Regions from separate parts of the Mus musculus genome. Here all the other regions are linked to region 2. The links are chromatin contacts, called in public Hi-C and HiChIP or PLAC-seq maps. All regions are on one chromosome and are shown on one strand. The core of a region is the stretch at or near the end of the contact, and the rest is flanking DNA. Distances in the headings are between cores, read along the strand shown.

What was found. Hi-C and Micro-C count contacts between places; a contact is called where the count stands out from the background. HiChIP or PLAC-seq counts read pairs in DNA pulled down with a chosen protein or histone mark.
Region 1: a Hi-C map of the G1E-ER4 cell line shows a contact between it and region 2, with 3 times the contacts expected there. The contact joins the enhancer-like site here to the promoter of Uap1 in region 2. A contact is called at or near these places in 9 of 39 promoter capture datasets (3T3-L1-derived adipocytes, the C10 cell line, the HPC-7 cell line and 6 more), 1 of 15 datasets of contacts at CTCF or cohesin (pro-B cells), 2 of 484 Hi-C or Micro-C datasets (the G1E-ER4 cell line and embryonic stem cells), 15 of 115 datasets of contacts at active chromatin or transcription factors (bone marrow-derived macrophages, cardiomyocytes, differentiating embryonic stem cells and 7 more) and 2 of 9 other capture datasets (embryonic stem cells and pancreatic islet).
Region 3: a Hi-C map of natural killer cells shows a contact between it and region 2, with 5 times the contacts expected there. The contact joins the promoter of Nos1ap here to the promoter of Uap1 in region 2. A contact is called at or near these places in 8 of 39 promoter capture datasets (cranial neural crest, embryonic stem cells, erythroid cells and 4 more), 4 of 484 Hi-C or Micro-C datasets (embryonic stem cells, natural killer cells and neutrophils), 9 of 115 datasets of contacts at active chromatin or transcription factors (embryonic stem cells, extraembryonic endoderm stem cells, microglia and 1 more) and 3 of 9 other capture datasets (adipose tissue, embryonic stem cells and pancreatic islet).
Region 4: an H3K4me3 HiChIP or PLAC-seq map of embryonic stem cells shows a contact between it and region 2, with 7 times the contacts expected there. The contact joins the promoter of Olfml2b here to the promoter of Uap1 in region 2. A contact is called at or near these places in 14 of 39 promoter capture datasets (the 3T3-L1 cell line, 3T3-L1-derived adipocytes, the C10 cell line and 9 more), 9 of 115 datasets of contacts at active chromatin or transcription factors (astrocytes, bone marrow-derived macrophages, embryonic stem cells and 4 more) and 3 of 9 other capture datasets (adipose tissue, embryonic stem cells and macrophages).

Annotation. Positions count from the first base shown.
Region 1 is chr1:170,621,485-170,626,553 of GRCm38.p6, forward strand. No RefSeq gene overlaps it. Among named protein-coding and RNA genes, the nearest start is that of Olfml2b, 21 kb to the right of the region's middle. Within about 2 kb of position 1,662, at least 45 of the 459 cell types and tissues checked have an H3K27ac peak or open chromatin away from gene starts, as enhancers often do. A contact at or near this core is called in the G1E-ER4 cell line and pro-B cells, where this site is marked.
Region 2 is chr1:170,171,048-170,176,340 of GRCm38.p6, forward strand. Uap1 (UDP-N-acetylglucosamine pyrophosphorylase 1) reads right to left here and starts at 3,917. Exons shown (of 11, transcript NM_001305045.1): 1 at 3,703-3,917.
Region 3 is chr1:170,588,423-170,593,885 of GRCm38.p6, forward strand. It overlaps Nos1ap (nitric oxide synthase 1 (neuronal) adaptor protein), which reads right to left and starts at 1,427. Exons shown (of 10, transcript NM_001109985.2): 1 at 838-1,427. The coding sequence starts at 942.
Region 4 is chr1:170,643,103-170,648,469 of GRCm38.p6, forward strand. It overlaps Olfml2b (olfactomedin-like 2B), which reads left to right and starts at 1,430. Exons shown (of 8, transcript NM_177068.4): 1 at 1,430-1,993; 2 at 4,580-4,843. The coding sequence starts at 1,820.

The DNA of each region.
Region 1 (5,069 bases), core at 412-2,911, 450 kb after region 2:
GAGTTGGAAGAATCCAATCTCTGATTCATTCTGTCAAATCTCTCTCTGATTCAGCACTTTGTCTGTCCTTCAATTATATGTCACTTTCGAACATGGCTGCTTCCTTCTACAAACTAACCTTACCTACACTTTTTAGGATTAAAGGTGAGTATTAAGGGCATGTGGAATTAAAGGTGAGTGATGTGTCTGTATGGATCATACAGACCTAGAATGTCTTTGGATGCAATTCCTTGCCAGAGGAGCCATGTTGCTGGATTAAATTCCTCTACATATTTCAGTGAGTAGAGTGCTTGCCTAACACTTACAAACCCCTAGGCTGGATCCCCAGATAAAGCACTATTACAAAAGATAACATAGAATCAAGCACTATCATTTAGCTTATCACCAGGACTCTCACAATTGTAAGTGCTAATGTGAGTGTGAACCCTAAAACCACAGAAGCCTTACACACTTCAGAATATCTTACACATGACCTTTGGGATATTTTCAGAATGAAAATACTAAGATTAAAAATTCTGGTGAAATCAAATGCCAGCAAAATTTCCTTTTCTTTCAGCTCTTATGATTTTATTTTTTTGTCGTAGAGTCTCACTATGTAGCCCAGGCTAAGCTCAAGCTCATAGCAATCCTGCTGCCTCAACCTCCTGAATGCTGGGATTACAAGTGTGAGACACCATGAGCAGCAATTTGGATCTTTCAACCTTAAAGCAAGAAGGGTTTCATGCCTGTTAGTTTAGCAGTTGGGAGGTAGATTGGAAGTTCATGATCACCTTCAACCACAAAGAGAATTCAAGGCCAGCCTGGGACACATAAGACAGTATCTCAAAAACAAAAACAAAAACAACCCAACTTTGTATCGCTGCAGTGTCTTTTTTCTGGTTGTTACTTTCAAGATTTTCTGTTTACTATTCTCTGATGTAGTTATCACATTCTTTTGTCTGGTGTGCATATGTATGTGTTCCTCTGCTGGGACTTCATTCAGCATCTCAGATCATTAGTTTTATGGTTTTCATCCACATGGAGAATTTTCAGTTATCTGAGATACTTCTCCTCCACAGCATGTGGCTCCAGCTCAGGGTATGCTTGGCTCCTGGCTATTATCCTGGGGCTCGCAGTGTTTGGGAAAATTCATTGGTTATTTTGTTGCCCTTCCTGAACCCCAAGTTCTTCCTCTGACAGAGATTTTAGACAGTCTTTATTGCTGCATTTTTAAGTTTATTCGCCATTTTGTCTATAGTACCTAGAATGTTGCTTAGTTATTTCTTTTTCATTTTTAAATGTTGTTCATAAAAAAAAAAAGGAAGTTACCTGACTCCTGAGGGGAAGGAAAAAAAGTAGAATTATTATATCACTAGAGCCTAAAGAACAACATTTAAAAATGAAAAAAAAAATTACTAAGTTTCCATCTGTAAGAGAACAAAATTACATATATTTAAAGGCCTTATTTTTTCCCCTCTGGAGTCAGATAACTTTCATTTTTTAAAACAGAGGTAAGTATATTAATGGAGAGAGAGAGAGAGAGAGAGAGAGAGAGAGAGAGAGAGAGAGAGAGAGAGAGAGAGGACAGGCAGACAACACATGCACACATGCACGCATGCACTAAAAATAGCTGCCTGGTTAGATGGCTTGCGTCAGAAACACTCTCTTATCTTGCCAACGGCAACTGCCCTGTTTGGGAAATGGAGTTGTTATCGCTCTGACCCTGACTTCTTGTGTTGCTCAGACATACAGCTGAGTGTGACGTGAGCTGTTACATCTTCACTTTTACCCTGGATGTTGGAGCCACATTTAGAAGCTCAGACCAAAGCAATGACCTTCCTGGTGGTCCAGCCCCTTCTCACTCCCCACCTCAGTACTGGGGCATTGAACCTAGAGCCTTTTTAAGCATAGCATGTGCTGCCAATTCAGCCATATTCCAGCCCCTACACTAAAATTTTAAGGTTTCCTTCATTGTTAAATGCTACACTATCTACTTTTTTTTTTCTGATTACCTGATTTCATCTCTATTGACTGGCTTTGCGTTGTTTGTTTTTTACTTTTGAGACAAGGTCTTATTCTGTAGCTCAGGGTGGCCTCAAACTCCCAAGTTCTGGGATTAGAGGTTTGGCCACCACATCTCAGACTAATGCTCCTTTTGATGATGAATCATAGATATTCTCTCTCTCTCCCCCTCCCTCTTCCTCCACCCTCCTCTCTGTGTTTAGTAATATTTTTGTTAGATGTGGAACATTCAGAATACTACATTGTGAGAGTATGCCAATAGCTTCCTCTAGCAATAGTCTAAACTTTGCTTTGTTTTTGAGACAGGATCTTACTTTGTAGCCCCCACTGGCCTGAAACTCACTATGTAGACCAGGCTGGCCTTGAACTCACAGAGATCTGCCTGACTCTGCCTCCCAAGTGCTTGCATGAAAGAACTGCATCACCTTAATTATCCTTTCCAGGGTAGCTAAATTCTTTGTATATCAGCTCAATCTGCTTGAGGCTGTTTTATTTAGCTTTTTATGGTGACCATTAAGACAGTTTCCCTCAGGGGCAGCATTTCTTGTCTCTCTCACCACCAGCCAATTATGACATCAACCAGTGTCCCGTAATTTACTCAGAGTTTGCATACAAATCTAGTTCAAGGCCTTTAGTTCTATAATCTTTTTTTGTTGTTTTGTTTTTGTTTTTTCCTAAATTTTTTTATTATTTAAATGCATTTTATACATCAATCATATTAATAATATTGAGTATTTTGAGAATCAAGTAATACATAAAAGATTTGTTCAACTTTTATATTCATATCCTTTCATACCCTAAAAATATCATTAATGAACATTTAACACTCTCCATAACTGAGGATCCTATATCTAATGTTGAAAACATTATCTAATTTGTTTCAAAACATACAAAATATTCCTTGGGAATTTAACATAGTAAAAGAGCATAAAATATTAAAAATGAAACATTAAGAAATATATTCAAAAGCCCTTATATGATACCACCTGACATAGTGAGCGAGTGTTTAAAACACATTATATACCTGTGTACATTGTCTAATAATCAGTTTACTTAAAAAAGATTATCAGTGTTTCTAGGAGAGAAATTATTTTATCAGTAAGTATATTTTAAAATTTCAAAATAGCAAAAACTCTTTGAAGTTAAACATTAAGAAAATGCTAATTTCAAGCACAGTGACAAAAATTATCAATAATATTTCCATGATGTTTGTAGAACATGATTTCAATATTTTCAACTGTTAATATTCAACAAACAGAATAATTATTTTAACATATATTTCTTTTTCATTTCTGATTTTATTAATTTGATTTAATTAATTTTCTGTCTCTGAGCCCTCTGGTTAGTCTGGCTAAGGGTTTATCTATCTTGTTGATTTTCTCAAAGAACCAGCTCCTGGTTTTATAGATTCTTTGTATAGTTCTTTTTGTTTCTACTTGGTTGATTTCAGCCCTGAGTTTGATTATTTCCTGCCTTCTACTCTTCTTGGGTGTATTTGCTTCTTTTTGTTCTAGAGCTTTCAGATGTGCTGTCAAGCTGCTAGTGTATGCTCTCTCCAGTTTCTTTTTGGAGGCACTCAGAGCTATGAGTTTTCCTCTTACCACTGCTTTCATTGTGTCCCATAAGTTTTGGTATGATGTATCTTCGTTTTCATTAAATTCTAAAAAGCCTTTAATTTATTTCTTTATTTCTTCCTTGACCAAGTTGTCATTGAGTAAGAGCGTTGTTAAGCTTCCATGTGTATGTGTGCTTTCCACTGTTTTTGTTGGTATTTAAGAACTACCTTAGTCCAAGGTGATCTGATAGGGTGCATGGGATTATTTCAATCTTCTTGTATCTGTTAAGGCCTGTTTTGTGACCGATTATATGGTCAATTTAATACCATGAAGAAGGTACCATGAGGTGCTGAGAAGAAGGTATATTCTTTTGCTTTAGAATGGAATTTCTATATATATCTGCTAGATCCATTTAGTTCATAACTTCCATTAGTTTTACTGTGTGTCTCTGTTTAGTTTCTGTTTCCATGCTCTGTCCATTGCTGAGAGTGGGGGTAGAAGTCTCTCACTATTATTGTATGGGATGCAATGTGTGCTTTAAGCTCTAGTAAATTTCTTTTATGAATGTGGGTGCCCTTGCATTTGGAGCTTAGATGTTCAGAATTGAGAGTTCATCTTGGTAGACTTTTCCTTTGACCAGTATGAAGTGACCTTCCTTGTCTTTTTTGATAACTTTAGGTTCGAAGTCCATTTTATTCGATATTAGAATGACTACTCCAGCTTGTTTCTTGGGATGGTTTGCTTGGAAAATTGTTTTCTGATGTTTTACTCTGAGGTAGTGTTTGACACTGAGATGTGTTTCCTGTATGCAGCAAAATGCTGGGTCCTGTTTAAGTATTCAGTCTGTTACTCTATGTCTTTTTGTTGGGGGATTGAGTCCAGATATTACTTCCTATTATTTTTGTTGTTAGAGGTGGAATTATGTTTGTGTGGCTATCTTCTTTTGGGTTTGTTGAAAGATTACTTTCTTGCTTTTTTTCTAGGGTGTAGTTTCCCTCCTTGTATTGGTATTTTCCATCTATTATTCTTTGTAGGACTGGATTTATATTGTGTAAATTTGGTTTTGTCATGGAATATCTTGTTTTCTCCATCTATGGTAACTGAAAGTTTTGCTGGGTATAGTAGTCTGGGCTAGCATTTGTGTTCTCTTAGGGTCTGTATGACATCTGCCCAGGATCTTCTAGTTTTCATAGCTGCTGGTGAGAAGTCTGGTGTAATTCTGATAGGTCTGCCTTTATGTGATACTTGACCTTTTTCCCTTACCGCTTTTAATATCTTTCTTTGTTTTGTGCATTTGGTATTTTCATTATTAGGTGACAGGAGGAATTTCTTTTCTGGTCCAGTCTATTTGAAGTTTTGTAGGCTTCTTGTAGTTCATGGGCATCTATTTCTTTAGGTTAGGGAAGTTTTCTTCTATAATTTTGTTGATGATATTTACTGGCTCTTTAAGTTGGGAATCTTTACTCTCTTCTATACCTATTATACTTAGGTTTGGTCTTCTCATTGTGTCCT
Region 2 (5,293 bases), core at 2,667-5,166:
AGCCTCTGAGGATCATTTAGGCTACAGACTAAGACTGTGTCCAAGCTACAGAACACAGCCCTGTCTCAAAGGCATACAAACAACAACAACAACAACAACAAAGGAGCACTTACCTCTAAAGCTAAGGGTATCCTTACTATGATGAAAAGCAATTTTGAAAGCGCCTAGGACATTGAGAGGCCTCTATAAAAAGCTACTATTAAAGAAGTGAAATCTGCACTCTACAGTTCTAAGTCACAGGCTGCTGCTGGAGTAACACCCAGCTTCCCAGTAAACCTTTACAAGTTTACCTGCAGCCATCACCAAGGATGTAGTAATGTGCCCTGCTACATTACACGGGCAACGACTTCATTAGGGAATTTTCACTTCCAGCATAACCTACAGGCCCAACATGGCTTGCTTTTTTAGGTCACAAAACTACAGTGAGTTGTGATTGGTCCCCAGTCGCCCTCCTCACAATGTGACTAGGATACCCATAAAAGTTACCCTTTCTTGAGCACCTGTGATTACAGAGAATTTAAGGAGGAAAATTAACTTGTATGTGGTTATTAATTCATTCACCAAATATTTAATGAGCACTTACTGCCCACCAAGTGTGATCAGGGTGGCAGGGATAAGATGAAGAACAAGTTCATATTTACACTCCACAGTAGGAGCCGAGTGTGTAAAAGGGCATGAGCTACGAAGAAACATAAAGTGGGCGAAAGGACTAAGTCCTAAGAGGCTCGGTAGTGGGAAACTCGGTGAGAAGCAGCACCCCTTGGGGAGGCGGGGGGGGGGGTGTTTATCTGGCTAACTCTTAAGAATACATATGAAGACACAAACCAAGCTTAGGTCCAATCGAAACAGCCCAATACGGTAACATGATACCATTCACCAAGTGTCAAGAAAAGGTTGACAGGACAGATTTAGGAACACATGGTGATTAGAGACTCCATTCTTTACTTTGGGTCAACTTCATCCACGTATCAAGCATCCAGAGAGAAACTACTGACTAGACAGCAAAGCACTAGTTCATAACCCTAGGGTTATGTGATCAATCTCTCATGGTAATCAACGGGGACAAATCAATCACGGTCGAAATGAACTCCTCCAACCAGAGGGGGACCCAAAGGTGAGGGAGCCAGGACTCCGAGCTTGGACACTTTCTAGGCTGTTACAAGGTATTTCAGCTGGGTGGTGCTGATGCTTGCCTTTAATCCCAGCACTCAGGAGGCAAAGACAGACACATCTCTGAGTTCAATGCCAGCCTGATCTACAGAGAGAGTTCCAGGACAGCCAGGGCTACACAGAGAAACCGTCTCAAAAAACCAAAAGAAAAAAAAAAATTCAGTTGACATCTAGGTTTCAAGAGTTATATCACTTTTTTTTTTCTTTTTTCTTTTTTTTTTTTTTTTTTTGGTTTTTCGAGGCAGGGTTTCTCTTTATAGCCCTAGCTGTCCTGGAGCTCACTTTGTAGACCAAGCTGGCCTCGAACTCAGAAATCCACCTGCCTCTGCCTCCCGAGTGCTGGGATTAAAGGCTTGTTATATCACTTTTTAAAAAAGCATTTAATAAGAACATGTACAAAATTCTCAAAAAATAAGACAGTAGGGAGAGGTAGATTTGTATTATTTTCCAAGGAATGATTCCCGGGGTCTCATGTTCAGCACTGTTTTTGTGAGCACTGGAGGAAGCATGTTGTAGTCAGATCACTAGGGACACATGCAACCAAAGAAGTCCCCCTAGTTTGTGGTTCCTTGCTCCAGTTGTCCCCTGCCCATCATTTGACACTGTGCAAATAATTTCACTTCCCTGGTGTATGTATTTCCTCATGAAGACGACCCGGCCTTTTTCATATATCCTGAAGATTAAAAAGCAAAGAGGCCTCTTCTACTAAAAGTACACGCACACATACTATGGTAAATATTAGGTAGAACTGTTCCTTTAAAAGTCATTCAAAGCTGGGCAGAGGAGGCTCACTCCGCTAATCCCAGCACTGAAGAGGTAGACAAATCTCTGTGAGTTCCCGGCCAGGGTGGTCTGGGCAGAGGCAGAGGCTGAGGCTGGTGGATCTCTGAGTTTGAGGCCTGATTGATCTACAGAATGAGTTTTAGGGCAGCCAGAGCTACACAGAGAAACCCTGTCTCAGAAAAAGGAGAAAGAGAGAGAGAGCGCAACCTAGCTAGCTAGCTCATTCAGTAAGTACTGGGTAGTACTTTGGGTGCTTGGAGAAAAACATACTCATGCAAATAAAACAACTCATTGTAAACTTTGATATCTGGTCCCAGAACACCAGCAATCCACAAATCTTATTACCAAAATCAAATCTGTCCATTTATGTGTTGTGTAACATTCATAATAAATACGGTTATATTTACCTGACACAGCGATAACCATAGTACTGCATCTCCTACTCATTTTTCTTGAGAGCTGTGTGTGTGTAACTAAATTCAAATGGTATACAGCAATAGAGAAGAGAATTAAAAAGACGTGGATTTTTATACTAAGAACAAAAGTCTGCACTAGAAATTATGACTAAATTTGGTGTGTGCCTACAACCTAACACACCTGGATCAACATACCCAACAAACCATTATCAAACATGCCTTTATTAGAATTTAAATGCCACATTAAGGACGTCCAGTATTTCCCAATTCCACCCCCACCTCTGCTGCTATATGTCCTCAGGGTGGGTTAGTAAATCGCTTTGGGGGGTGGGGGTGGGGTGGGGGGGACACATGGAGCCAGGCAGTGGCGGTACATATCTTTAAGGTAAATGGATCTCTGAATTCTGGGCCAGCCAGGTCTACAGAGTGAGTTCCAACAACCAAAGCTACACAGAGAAACCCTGTCTCGGAAACAAACAAACAAACAAACGAAACAGGAAAAAAGAGGGGAGGGGAGGGGCTGGGGTGGGGGTGGGGAGGAATGGTACTGAGACTGACTTGAGTCCTAACCACTAACTAACAGGACAGACTATGAAGTCTTTTCCCTCAGCCAAGTGAGTCAACTAATAACGAAATGGATAAATGCTTTTGGTTTGCTGCAAACTCTTGGATCCAAGCCCAGTGAACTTCACCTCCAAGTCCTTAAACTTGTGCCTCTCATAAATGCATGATCATTACCATCGGATATCAGATCTCATAGTATGCCGATGAAGGCCAGTCAGCCTTCACACCAAACTTTTAAAAAATCTTCTAGAGCATATGTGTGCTCTCAGCCTCACCGTTCCTCCAGTCCAACTGAGGGGAAAACCCTGAAATCTGAACCTCTCTCACTATCAGTATCAAGCGAAGGCAAGCGGGTCCTGTGCTAGTCACATCCCCCATTGGGATCCACTGTCCTGGTCGGAACTATCAATTCTTACCCTCGTGGGTTCAAAACACCCCAACGCGCTTTCCCAACAGTAACAGCGATCACTTATTCCCACCGGTGAACCCCAGAAGTGGCACAACTATGCCCGGGCCCTAGCCTGAAACCCTCCTGGCTCCTCTTCCCCCAACTCAAAAACAGCGCTGACAAGCGCCGGGAACTCCATCATCACCCAAGCCTCCTCCCTCAGGTCTCCCCCAAGACCCTCCGCGCGCGCATCCCCGCCCCGCCGCGACACAGCCCACGCCTCTCCGGAGCTCCGAGCAGCGGACGCCGAGCAAGGTGCGGCAACGCGTAGCCGGGTCCCCGCGCTAGGCATGGGAGCGCGCGCGTGAAGGGGGTCCCTACCTCCCTCGACAATCCCGCGGCTCCTTCGGCTCGGCTACTCGCCCGTGTCCCGCGCCCGCCTGGAATATATACTGTCATCCGAGGGGCCGGGGCGGCGGGGCGGGCCACGAGCAGCGGCCGAGGGGAGCGCGGGCCCCGGCCACCCGGCCCCTCCCGCCGCGGTGAGTGGCTGCGGCCCAGGGGCGGAGCGGAAGCCTGCCGGCCCGACACGTCAGCGACCGAGAACAGCCAAAGGGGCGGGCACCGGCGACAGGAAGGAGGAGCCTCTTTACGTCACTCAGACTCTTGCCCAATAGGATGGCCAAGGATCCTGTCAGTCTGTGGTACCGCCCCCCACGCACTAGCAGGGGCGGGGCCGGCTACGCGCGCGGCTTCGCGGGGAGGTGAGGCCAGGCGCCACCTTAAGGACAAACTGCAGGGCGGGTCCTCTCGGTCACCCGGGGCGGATCAGAGCGCCTGGTAGGGAGCGCGGCGCTGGCAGTGAGTCTTCAAGTGACGGATTTCCGAACGCCCACGGGTGTGGTTGGGAAAGACCCGCCGGTTTCTAGGCAGAGATCCCTCCAAGGCAGGCCTGTGACCTTAAGCTAGCTGATTTTGTCTCTAATTCTCCACATACCTGTTTGCCAGTGACCCGGGCTTCCTCTGCCATTGTCTTCGGAGTCTCTTGGGTGTCGACACAGCCGGGTTGCCTTTTGCACAGCGACTAGTGAACGAAATGCAATCAAAAGGGATTAGATGACCCGAGGCCATGCAAAATGTGCCAGTCAGGGAGAACCGGCCCAGAGAGCAAGAACTTAGCTAGGAGAGGAGAGCTAAAATTCAACTGTCCTGTTACAGCATAGGCAGCAGATGTGCATGTGCAGGCTATAATCTCAGTGTTATGAAGTTGCATTTATATTTAGAGCTATTATGTTGGGTTTTTGCAGGTTTTGAAACGAGAGTCCAATTTGTTGAGATGTCAAAAGCAACTAAATTTAACATATCAGGATGTTTTCCATCAGGTGGATAGGCTTCCTCATTTTACATTTTCAGTGTTTTCTTAGTCATTCTTGCGTATTCATTTTTAATCCAGACTTTACTATCAATTTATGTCATTTAGAAATATCATTTAACAAGGGGTATCATTTGTAAATAAAAACGTAGTTGCCCATCTGTTAAGGCACCTTTGTGGCTTTGAGAGATTAGATGGATAAACAGCTTGGTGGAACAGGATCAAGGAAGGACATGATATATTATTAGCAGTATTTGCTTGGCCTTAGCCTTGCATGCTCTCTGGAATCCTGTCAGAACGCCACGTCGCCTGAGAAGCTGTAAATGGCACCCACAGTGCTGTTGATAGTGGTAGGTGTGCCTTCCTGGAGCAAGACTAACAACACGGGTGTGTTCTCTAGTTTTCATACTTCCAGCTTGGAAAGTACCGAGTCTTAAGTGAAGAATTCAGAGCCTGCCCACAATGGGGTTGCCCAGAATCTCTTGACCTTCTTTATGTGTGCAAGTCCCTGGGGTAGAAGCATTCTCTTAGAAAGAAATTGGCGGCTACAGCAGTCAATAAAGAGCATATTGTCCAAAACGTATTTATTTATTGAGTTAT
Region 3 (5,463 bases), core at 177-2,676, 410 kb after region 2:
TAGGACTGGGCATCAGTCACGAGCAGAAGCCTTTTCCACTGAAAAGCACCATTCCGGGAAACTCCACTGCAGTCTTAGAAGCCAGAACTCCTTACACAGAGAGGTGCCTCATGGTCAGGTCACCGGGTTGCCTGTCTTATACACAACCACTGGTCCAGCGAGGTTTCCACTCCACCCCTCCCCCAAGGGTGGCTTTGGCCTTGACCCTGCAAATTCCAGTCTGGGCTAAATTCTTCATCAGCAACTGCTGAGATTTAACAGTGCACCACAAAACTAGAAAACAGGTTTCACCCCACTACTACACCAATGACTGACACATGCTAAAGTGTCCAAAAGCAGACATTTGGGAAGTAACTTTTAACACCTACACTCAACTACTTGGAATGAGTGTGTGTGTGTGTGTGTGTGTGTGTGTGTGTGTGTGTGTGTGTGTGTGTGTGAAATATACACATATATATATAACTTTTTTAAAAACCGGTCAGGAAACAAGCATTCTCCTTTTAAAACACCTCCAAAAGCACCTCTCTCATGGGAGGCCAGCAGGTAAATAACACCAGCGCTTCCTTAAAGCTTTCTAAAGAGCCAGACATGCAGGCTGCGCTGCTCAGCCTTCTCCGGGAAGTAACTCAATCCAGCCTTGGCGGGCGAGGATGGGGTGTCTGCAGGTAGGAGACGGGGAAGAGGCAGTACACCTCAAACTTTGCAGGTGCTCATTTTTAGCTGTTCTGGGCAAGAGCTGAGAAAGGCCTAGCCCACCTGCTCTGAGTCCAGGACCGCTGGCACCCCATTCCCCCAGACCTGCCCTCTCAGGGCACTGCCCTCCCGGTGGCCCCTCACCTTGGCCTCAAAAGAGATGCCGTGCTGGAAGGCGTCCTCGTTGTGCAAAGGGATCCGTAGATCGTGCCCATCGTCCACAAGGTTGTACTTGGTTTTGCTGGGCATGGTGACCCGCGGCGGACCCGCTGCTCCAAGGGGGCGGCGGTGGCGGCGACGAGAAAGAGCTGGCGAGACCCTGTGCAGAGAACAGTGGGGCCGGGCGAGGCGGCGGCGAGGACCCGGGTCGTGAGGTGGGCAGCCTGGGTGCCAGGAGGTGGCAGGGGTGAACCGGGAGCCGAGCCTCCCGAGGGCCGAGCGGCAGGGGCGGCGCGGATGCGGCTGGCGCGAGCAGCTCGGTGGCCGCGCTCTGACTACGGGGAGGCGGCCAGGCGGCCGGGCAGGCGGGAGCGAGCGGCGCGGAGCCCCGGACCGGGACGCCGAGCGAAGGGCGCACGGCCAGAAGCGGGACTAGACCGGGAGTCCGATCCCGAGCTCGGCGCGCACGGCCCGGGACGAGGAAGAAAGGCAGCGGCGGCGGTGGTGGCGGTGGCGGCGGAGCAGGGTGCCTGTCACGGAGACGCCGGATCGGCTGCCAGCCCGCGGCTCCTCCTGCGGGGCGGGCCTGGACCGACTCCTCCCGCGCGCTAGAGCCCCGCCCGCCGCCGCCGGGTCCGCCCCGCGCCCCGCGCCCCGCGCGCGCCCAGCAGGTGAAAGTCCCCGCAGCGCTGAGCCGAGACCCGGGAACTTCGCCCTGGCCAGACCGCAGGAGCGTGGCGATCCAGGCGCAGTCCGCTTAACTAGTAGTGGCGAAACGGCATCGCCTTGCATGTGTGTGTTTGTTTTGGTTTTGTTTGGGGAGCCCGAGAGAAGCGGTGTTAATATTGGGTTTTGTTTTCCCAAGAAGGCCAGAGATCTATCCCAGATACCCTCGGTCTGGACAGCATTAATTCAGAGATCCCCGCTTCTCCTCAGAATCAAGGCGAAAACCAAATAAGAGGGCTGTCTCCAGTGCTTTTTGTCCCTTTGGGTGTGTGGCTTGCATTTGGGGGCTCAGCAGGGTTTCTTTGCGAAGAATTTAAATATATAAAAGTCGTCAGCCTCGTAGAACTGGAGTAGGCTGCACTAGGGACAAGAAATTGCAGAATGTTCTTATGTCATTTATTAAAGTTTTTTAACTGGCTGGTGATAAGAAAGAAAGGAGAAAAGAAATAGGAAGGAAAAGAAAAGAAAAGAAAAGAAAAGAAAAGAAAAGAAAAGAAAAGAAAAGAAAAGAAAAGAAAAGAAAAGAAAAGAAAAGAAAAGAAAAGAAAAGAAAAGAAAAGAAAAGAAAAGAAAAGAAAAGGAAGAAAGAGAACGTTTCCAGAATTCTGTGAGGCTTCTTATTGAAGCAAGAAGGAACGTGCCAAAGCAGGATTTGAGACCTGAGTGTGTAAACCTCATAGATACAGGGTTGTGTAACAGTTTCCTTTGAAATTGAAACATTCTGTCCAGCGTCCAGCAGGGAAGGTCTTTAAACTGGAAGGTAAACAACTCCAAGAAGTTTCAGGAAGTCCCTGAAACTGGCCAGATCCACCAGGCCCCTCCCTGCCAGAGTATAAACAAGAAAATCAGAGAGGCTCAAGTAACTTGAAGCTGAGCTGCAAAAGCAGTCTCTCGGAGGAGATAAACTGCAAAGACTCAGACCAGACCTAGAAGCAGCAGAAACCAGCTAAGCTGCCAGGAAGAGGTTTAGATCAGATCAGAGTCACTTGGAAAGGACACTCTCCAACCTGTTGAGCTGCCTGTGGGCTTCGAAGTGTACTCCAGGTCCCCAGCTTTTGTGCGCTGTCACCAATACTGGTCTGGGCCTTGATGATGCAGCTGTCTTTGAGACATTTCTGGTCCTGTAGGTAGCCTCTCACCCATTGTCCTGTAAGTAACTGCAGTAAAACCCATAACCAAGTGGAACTTTGGTGGTATCCGTACTTTGGTCTGCAGTGAGTTTCCTACTGGGATGAATAGATGTTTGCTGTCTTCCCAAGAAAGGTTTGTCACACAACATTCAGATACAGAGGTAGCTGTACTCTACCTCTTCATAGAGCTCCAGACACCCCAATAGCAGCTAGCCCAGCTAGTGTCAAAGCTGAGATCCCCGAGACAAAAATTAGCAACTTTTGTTGTATAAATCTGTTGTGACTGCTGATATTGTTAGAAGAGACTCTGCCAGCCCACGTATAACAAACATGGCTCTGGCTGGCTTTACCCTTCTTCATTCCCTCCACCTTGCTAAAAACATTAGCTTACATTCCTAACACTATCCATCAAGGTCTATTCCCTTATTTGGTCACTTTTTCCTCCTGATGCTGACTACCAAGGTCCAACTGTCAATCAATGTATTGAAGTCCAACAATCAAAAGCCCCCTTTGACTCAGCTAATTAACATGCCCAATCAAAATTAAAAACCTCATCCTTACACAGCATTTCCCCTTCTACCTTAATAAACCACATTTGCCTTTATGACACATCTGTCTCCTCTCTATCCAGAGGCAGTTCTTTTTCTCCCCAAAATAAGTACCCCTCCTTTTCCTCCCTCCCCTTCCCCATGGTTCCGTCCCCTTTCTCCTCATCCTCTATCCCCTGTCTTTGTCTCTTATCTCTTGTCCTTTGTCTCTCTGGGACAAATGGATCTCCTCTGTGTTAAGAACTTGGTCTGGGGGGTGTCCTACACCAATACTGATCCCTACGTTGCTAACTGAACAAGATCTAGACTCTCCTAGGAGACAACCCTCTGCGCAGGTCTGTGAGGGAAGCTCTACGCTGGGTGACTGAGATTGGAAGATGTACCCTAAAGGTGTATGGCACCATTCCAGAGGCTGGGGTCCAGAACTGACTAGCCTTCCCCTCTCTCTGCTTGCTGACTGTGAATGTGATGTGAGCGATTGCCACATGCTTCTGCCACTGCGTGTTCCCCGCCATGACAGACTATGCTGGGGTGGTGAAGCAAAATAACTCCCTCCTTCCTTAAGTCTCACTTTGTCACAGATGGATCACAACAACAAGAAAACTAAGGAGTGCATCTGTTTTGTTCCATTTTGGCTTGGTTTAGGTATGGGTTTATTATCCCAGCCCTGGGGATTAAATCTACCACTACCCTCTTTAGTTTTTGTTTGAAAGCGATCTCACTAAATTGTCCAAGCTTGCCTTGAACCTGCAATTTTCCTGCCTCATCCTCCTCAGTGACAGAGATTACAGTCCTGCATTACCAAGCCAGGCCCAGAATAACCCAGCCTTTAATGCTGTGAACACATCCATCAAGCCACTCATAGACCTTTCTTTGTTGCATAGGCTACCTTTGACATCTCCATGAACCACCCTCAAGGAAATGGTTCTGTGTCATCTTGGCGATAAATTTATGCAAGCGAATACATTCTTGCCCTGATGATCTTTCTTATCTTGTCTCCTAGGGTGAGAGTACAGCTGCCCTTGGCTGGGCACGGCTGTTCCCTGTCTACCAGAATTCCTGCAAAGAGATAACATCTTTCTGGGATATCTCCCTAAATAAAAAAGCTACTCAGTGACTAGGACAGATTAATCACACACATTATTCTGCCCAGACTTCATTATATTCGTAAATATTAGTAAGAGCCAAAAATAATTTGCACGGAGGAAATGCACCAGTAACCTTTTTATAAATACAAGACCCAAAGCGGTAATCAGGCATATTTGACTCTTTGAATGTCACAGTGGTTTTAATATGCATCAGACACGCGCCTTATAAAACCTGGCATAGTAACTCAACAACTTAAAGGCAAGATGTTAAATAACTATTTTATTTATATCTCATATTCTATCCCAAATTAATAGTGTTCCCAGACTCTAAGAGGGCTTTTCTTCTAGATTAACTTTAACCTTACTGGACTGATGGATTTATCAGAATTTCATAATTAAGATTGTAACACAATATGTCTAGATATGGCACAAAGAGGCAAGAGGCCTCAAAGATCAGTCAGGAGCTAACACAGATTACTCCATAGACAACACCAATATTTATGATGCTGGATAAGAAGAGCGACTAATAGCCATTAGTTTTCTGGTGTGTCTTGCACTGTTCTTAGCATTTTAACATTGCCTCATATGATATATACATCAGCCCTAATGTAGCAGATTGCATGAAAAAGCACAGAGAGGTTTGCGCAACTGGCCAAGGTCACACGTCCAAAGGAGAGGAGCCAGAATCCCATCCAGTCAGCCCTCTTTCAAGGTAGAGACTGGCCTTGCAATGCTTTCATTTACAAATAAGACTCATGTAACACAGTGTGTATTGTTGCTAGCCTGTATTCATTCTGGTTCGGTGAGATGGAACATTCCAAAAAGGGGAGCCGGGTCTGATTTGGCCTCTGCCTTCTCTCACGTCAGCAGCAGACAGGCATGCAAACAGCCTTCTTTCAGAAAACAATGGACATGTACAGTAATTTCCTTTTTTAATATTTCTAAAGCGATACCAATCTTCTTTTTTAAAACACCTTTAAATACAACTGAATATTACCTCAGAATTTCCAAGTCCGTTTTAGAAAAAAGGCAAATCAAAGCATGATTTCTCTCATTCTATTTTTTTGTTTTGTTTTGTTTTGCTTTAGTTTCTTTGTTTCTATTTCAAGATAGCCTCTC
Region 4 (5,367 bases), core at 180-2,679, 470 kb after region 2:
AAGCTGGAGTCTGCTTTTGCTTGATTTATTACTTTCATTATCCCAACCTCTTTGCTTAGCATTAGGAACAAAGTATTCAGATTTCTCTAGGGGGTAGAATATCTTTTAGGTCTTTGCATTTGAAGGGATTGATATGCATCCAGCACAAGACATCCCAAGACCAAGTTCTCAGCCCAAAGGAGATTTATTTGCCCCCAAGGAACAAAGGGCAGGGAATACAAGTCAGGTGATAGAGAATGAAGGAGAAGGGGAAAGGAACACTGCCTCTGGATAGAGAGGAGGCAGATGTGGCACATAGGCAAATGACAGTTTATAAAGGTAAAGGGGAAGTCCCCTGTTTAGATGAGGGGTTTATTTTTGATTGTACAGATTAATTAGGGCAGCCAAAGGGAGGGGCCCTTAATAGCCTCAGGGGGCAGGAGTCGGCCAAAAGGGGGACTAGATCTTGGTGGCTGGCTTTAGGAATGTAATGGAACGGTTTTTAACAAGGAAGATGGGCTAGGAGAAGGCAAGGCCTGCCAGAGCCATGCCTGCCATGCTCAGCTCTGCTAGAGCCCCTCAGAATCGACCTGACTCTGCTGAGTATTTCAGAGTGGCAATTGTCCCAGAAGACTTAATGCTCTTTCCAAAAGTGACACATTGTTAATCTTCATAGTAGGCATATTCAGGGTCACTAATTAAAGAGCCCAAAAGAGGACCGCACCATTACATGTATATACCCTTTAGAGATTATCTGGCCAGATAGAGAGGCCTGTCCATTTGTCCCAAACCACGGAGACTGCAAGAGACATTCCCTGTGGTAGGCGTTTGATTCTGGGAAGTCACTAGGACAAACAGAACAGCAGAGACAGCAGAGACCTGTAGCCACTCTCCATATTTTAAAAATGTATCCAACTCCCTCCACATTCTGTCAGAGGTTCAAGATGCATCCTCTGGGTGGGGGTATTATCAGGTTCTAGGGTTGTAGCAGACATGAAGATTACAATTGTTCGTAAGTTCAAAGCTTCCCGTACTCCAGATGGAGTCAAGTTCCGGAAAACAAAACAAAACAAAACAAAAACCAACAACAATAAAACACTTCAAGAGAAGAGGTCGTGTTTCTCCGCTGTCCCGGTTGCAGTCCAGGGAGCAAGTCAGGGCTCCCCCGGAGCTCGGGCGTGAAGAAAACTCGAGAAAAGGCACACGGAGTCCCTCTCGGATGACCATTTACAATCAGATGCAAGGCCAGCAGCGCCCTTCCCACGCCAGCCGGCGCCCGCTTAAGCGCAGTGGCTGAACCCTAGAGGAGGCGGGGTCCCCGGGCGCAGCGCCCAAGTCTGTGCGCTTCCCGGTCCTCCTCCTCCGGGCCGTCACTGGCTGCATCTTTCTGCCCGGCACAATAGAGGCTCCGCCCTCCCTCCGCGCCAGCCCCGCGGCGCCCTGGGCCAGCAGCCCTCCCTTGCCTCCTGCGCTGTGGCCACTGTCCATCTTGCGCCCAGTCTCCGGGTGTCCCGAGTTTCCCGGCGCTAGCCTTCCACCTGAGCTCACGCTGCTGCGGCTTGCCCTCGTCGAGCCGGCGCCCTCCTCTGCTCCCTCAGTCACCTCTTTCTTGTGTCCTCTCTGCACAGTCTAAGCTGCTGGGGTCTGGGAGGAGATGTTCAGGGTCTCTGGGGAGCACAGTCCTGCTCCACTCAGCCACACCCAGCTTTAGACGTTAGACGGTTCTCTGAACATCTACTCTTCCGGACTCCAGTGAAGCCGCCTTCCAGCCTGTCTTTGCTGAGACCTCCGACCCAAGGTGGTCTCTGTAGGGACTAAAGTCCCTACTGTCGCATCTCTCATGGCCTATCCCCTGCCATTGGTTCTCTGCTTTGCTCTGGTGGTGGCACAGGTCTGGGGGTCCACTACACCTCCCACAGGGACAAGCGAGCCCCCTGATGTGCAAACAGTGGAGCCCACGGAAGATGACATTCTGCAAAACGAGGCGGACAACCAGGAGAACGTTTTATCTCAGGTAGGATGAGGAATCGCGTGCCCACCCCTCTTGCCTTGGGGGACCTCAAGGACCTGAGGCTGGTCCTGGATGAAAGATTTATGAGCAGCTGTTTTTCTCTGTATTTTTAGTGAAGTGGATGTTCACTTTTAGTTTATCACACTATATTGCTCGTTTGGTGTTGGACAGGCTTTCTCGTAGACCAGGCTGGCTTCCAGCTCACTTTATAGCTGAGGCTAGTCTTGAACTTCTGGTCCCTCTTACCTGCACTAAGAGTGGAGATTCTACAGCCCTGACTTTAGTTTTGTTGGGTTGTGTTAAAGTACTGTGTTAAAAAGTAAGGGCATGGGTCACAACTGTGGAGTGTTTCAGGCTTACCAAGTCAGGAGAAAGGAGAGGAAAGGAAAATACCACTGAGAAGAAAGGGGTGTGTGTGTGTGTGTGTGTGTGTGTGTGTGTGTGTGTGTGTGTGTGTGTGTGTGTGTGTGATGTAATGGTTGTGAAAAGTCCCTCTTGCCTATGAGACTGCCTGTCAGAATTGGAATGTGTAAACAGGAGGACAAGTTGGAAAGGAGGCAGATGGGATAGGTATAAGCCATGGGAGGTGGTTTATGGCTTCAGAGGAGACACTCGGACAGAAGCACTTGGTGAAGACAGAGTGTGTGATGTGCTACATGTGTGATGCTTATGAGGGGGACTCCAAAACAGAGGGATTTATGTTAAGACCTGGTGTACCTGGAGTGGAGTGTCAGTGCCGAGCCACACAGTTGTGGCTGATTCCCAGAGGGGGCCAAGCGACCCAGGATGGTGATTCGTGCTGTAGTGTGTCCGTTTATGAACTAACTCAGTCCTCAGAACACCCTGATTACCAGCCCTCTCAGAGATGAAGAGCAGAAGCTAAAAGGGAAAGAGGGAGAGCCTGGCTTCCAGCATGCTCCAGCCTGCTTCTCAGGACTGTAAGGGACGCTTCTCACACTTATGTGGCACTCCTGCTTTCCAAAGCTGGCATGCTGGTGTACAGTGGGCGTCTCCTTGGTCCTTGGGATGGATACTGTCCGAGGAAGGATGCTGAGTGCGTTGCCTGTACCTCCTCCAGGCCCTCAGTCTGGGTCTTCTCTCTCCGTAGAGAGAGCTGTCAGCCCTACTTTGGGGTTGATCAAACGCTGGTTTCTTCTTTTAATAATTATGCTAACATATGCCCTATGCCCACCCATAACCTCATACTGACCCTTAAATCGAAAAGACTTCAAATCCCTCCCACTGGGACTCTGGAAAACCATAAACAAAAGCTTGCCTGAAACCGGAGCCCCCTGAAGGGAAGGAACCCACCCATCCAGGGTTCTCTAAGGAGGACTGCGTAGGAATCTAGGCAGTTTCAGAAAGGAGACGGGAACGATTTACTATCAACGTGGGGAGACTGGCTGCTTACGTCACCCCAAGCTACCTACACCTCCTGCTTCCACTGGTGGAGTCTATATTTCACAACAATCCTAAAGCAAACATTAGCTTTAGCAGAAACCCAACCGTCTCAAGGAAAACATTACATGCCTTCTTCCCGCAGACAGCAAGGAACATTTGCAGGCTCCGAGCCTACCCACCCGCTGCCATCATTAGTCAACCAAGGAACCCCTCTGCCTGGTTAGGATGGGAGCCTTAGCTTTGGGGATGAGTTGATGGGGCTTACAGGGTGAGAGGACTTTCCTCCAGGGTAGGAACAGCAGAGAGCCCGAATAGGGAGCCTGGGAGGAGCGTGTACCCAGAAGGAAATGTTTAACATTGTAGAAGCAGCAAGCACAGCTAGTTTTGTTCTGGTTTTGGCCTGGGGTTTTGGTTCAGGAGCCAAAGGAACTCTTAGACTATGTAAACGTTACCGACTCCTGGACCTGTTTTCTTTCTGCCTCTACCAGCTCTTTCTGTCAATCTAATCCATCCTTGAAGGTTCCATCCTTGAAGGTTCACATCAAATACCACCTCCTCCAAGAGGTCTTCCCTAGATCCCAGGTAGAGCCTCATCTCCTAGCACAAGTGTTATCTCAGCTCTTCAGGGGCTTGAAGCATTGTCTAGTCTGGGTGGCTTATTTACAGTGGTCTCCATGGGAACAGGCTCTTTGCCTGGCCATCACTACCACTCAGTGTACTTTGTACTGGCGTGAGGAGGTACTCTGTAAGTCATGAATGAATGAAGCCCGTAGTCCTCACAAAGACCAGTTTTCTGATCCCTCTTTCAACTCTGTCTCTATTTCTAATATAAACCTGGATTGGAGCTGAGGGGCAGGGCTATTGAAAGAATGAGGTTTGGTTTTTGTTGTTTGTTTGTTTTGGGTTTTTTTTTCTTCTTTTAATGCTAAAAGGTTAAGGCTCTGCTGTGAAATACACATCTTTTCAAGGCCTTCATGCAAGAAGAACCCTGAGTGTGTTCGAGAAAATGTCTGTGTCAGCGAATTATGATCGATGACTTGTTCTCTCCACGGCTCAGGGCTGAATGCAGTCTCTGGCTAGGGCAACACATTTGGCAAAATGACATGACCGCATCCTTGAGGAACACACATTTGCATACCTCCAGCTCAGTCTCTCTCTCTCTCTCTTTCTCTCTCTCTCTGTGTATAGCTGCTGGGAGACTATGACAAGGTCAAGGCTGTGTCTGAGGGCTCTGACTGTCAGTGCAAGTGTGTGGTGAGACCGCTGGGCCGAGATGCCTGCCAGAGGATCAACCAGGGGGCTTCCAGGAAGGAAGACTTCTACACTGTGGAAACCATCACCTCGGGCTCATCCTGTAAATGTGCTTGTGTTGCTCCTCCGTCTGCCGTCAATCCCTGTGAGGGAGACTTCAGGCTCCAGAAGCTTCGGGAGGCTGACAGCCGAGATTTGAAGGTAGGAGCTGGTATGAGGCGGTTCGTGGGGTGAGAGGGTACCTCGGGGACCTAGGAAACTACAGACTCACAGCTGGGCGTGGAAAGCCTTTGAAGAGGGTCAGGCCTGGGCCCTGGAGTCTTCAGTGTGGATATGAGGTTGATTTAACAAACTTTCAGCTCTGAAGTCAGTGAGAGACTGGTTGTCGGGGGTGGGGGTGGGGAGCAATTTATGCCCTATGCCAGAAGAACCAGAGAGGCCAGGCCTAGGAGGAGCTGCCAGGACCATCTGGCTAAAATAACTCAGTGTTCTCCAGGAAAATCACTGTCACAATTCTCTGTCAGTCTCCCATGTACATAGACGCTGTAAGGCTCAAAGAGCAATGGACGAGCCCTCTGGTCCTGGCACCATCACTGGAATGACCTGTTCTGCTCAGGTCTTTACATTGCTCCTGAGCTGGTGTTCTGCAGTGTGGGGAAATTTAGACCTCTGTGGGCAGCCCCATGGCCAGCTGAGGGCTTCAGCCACTCCTGCTCTTCGTTTTT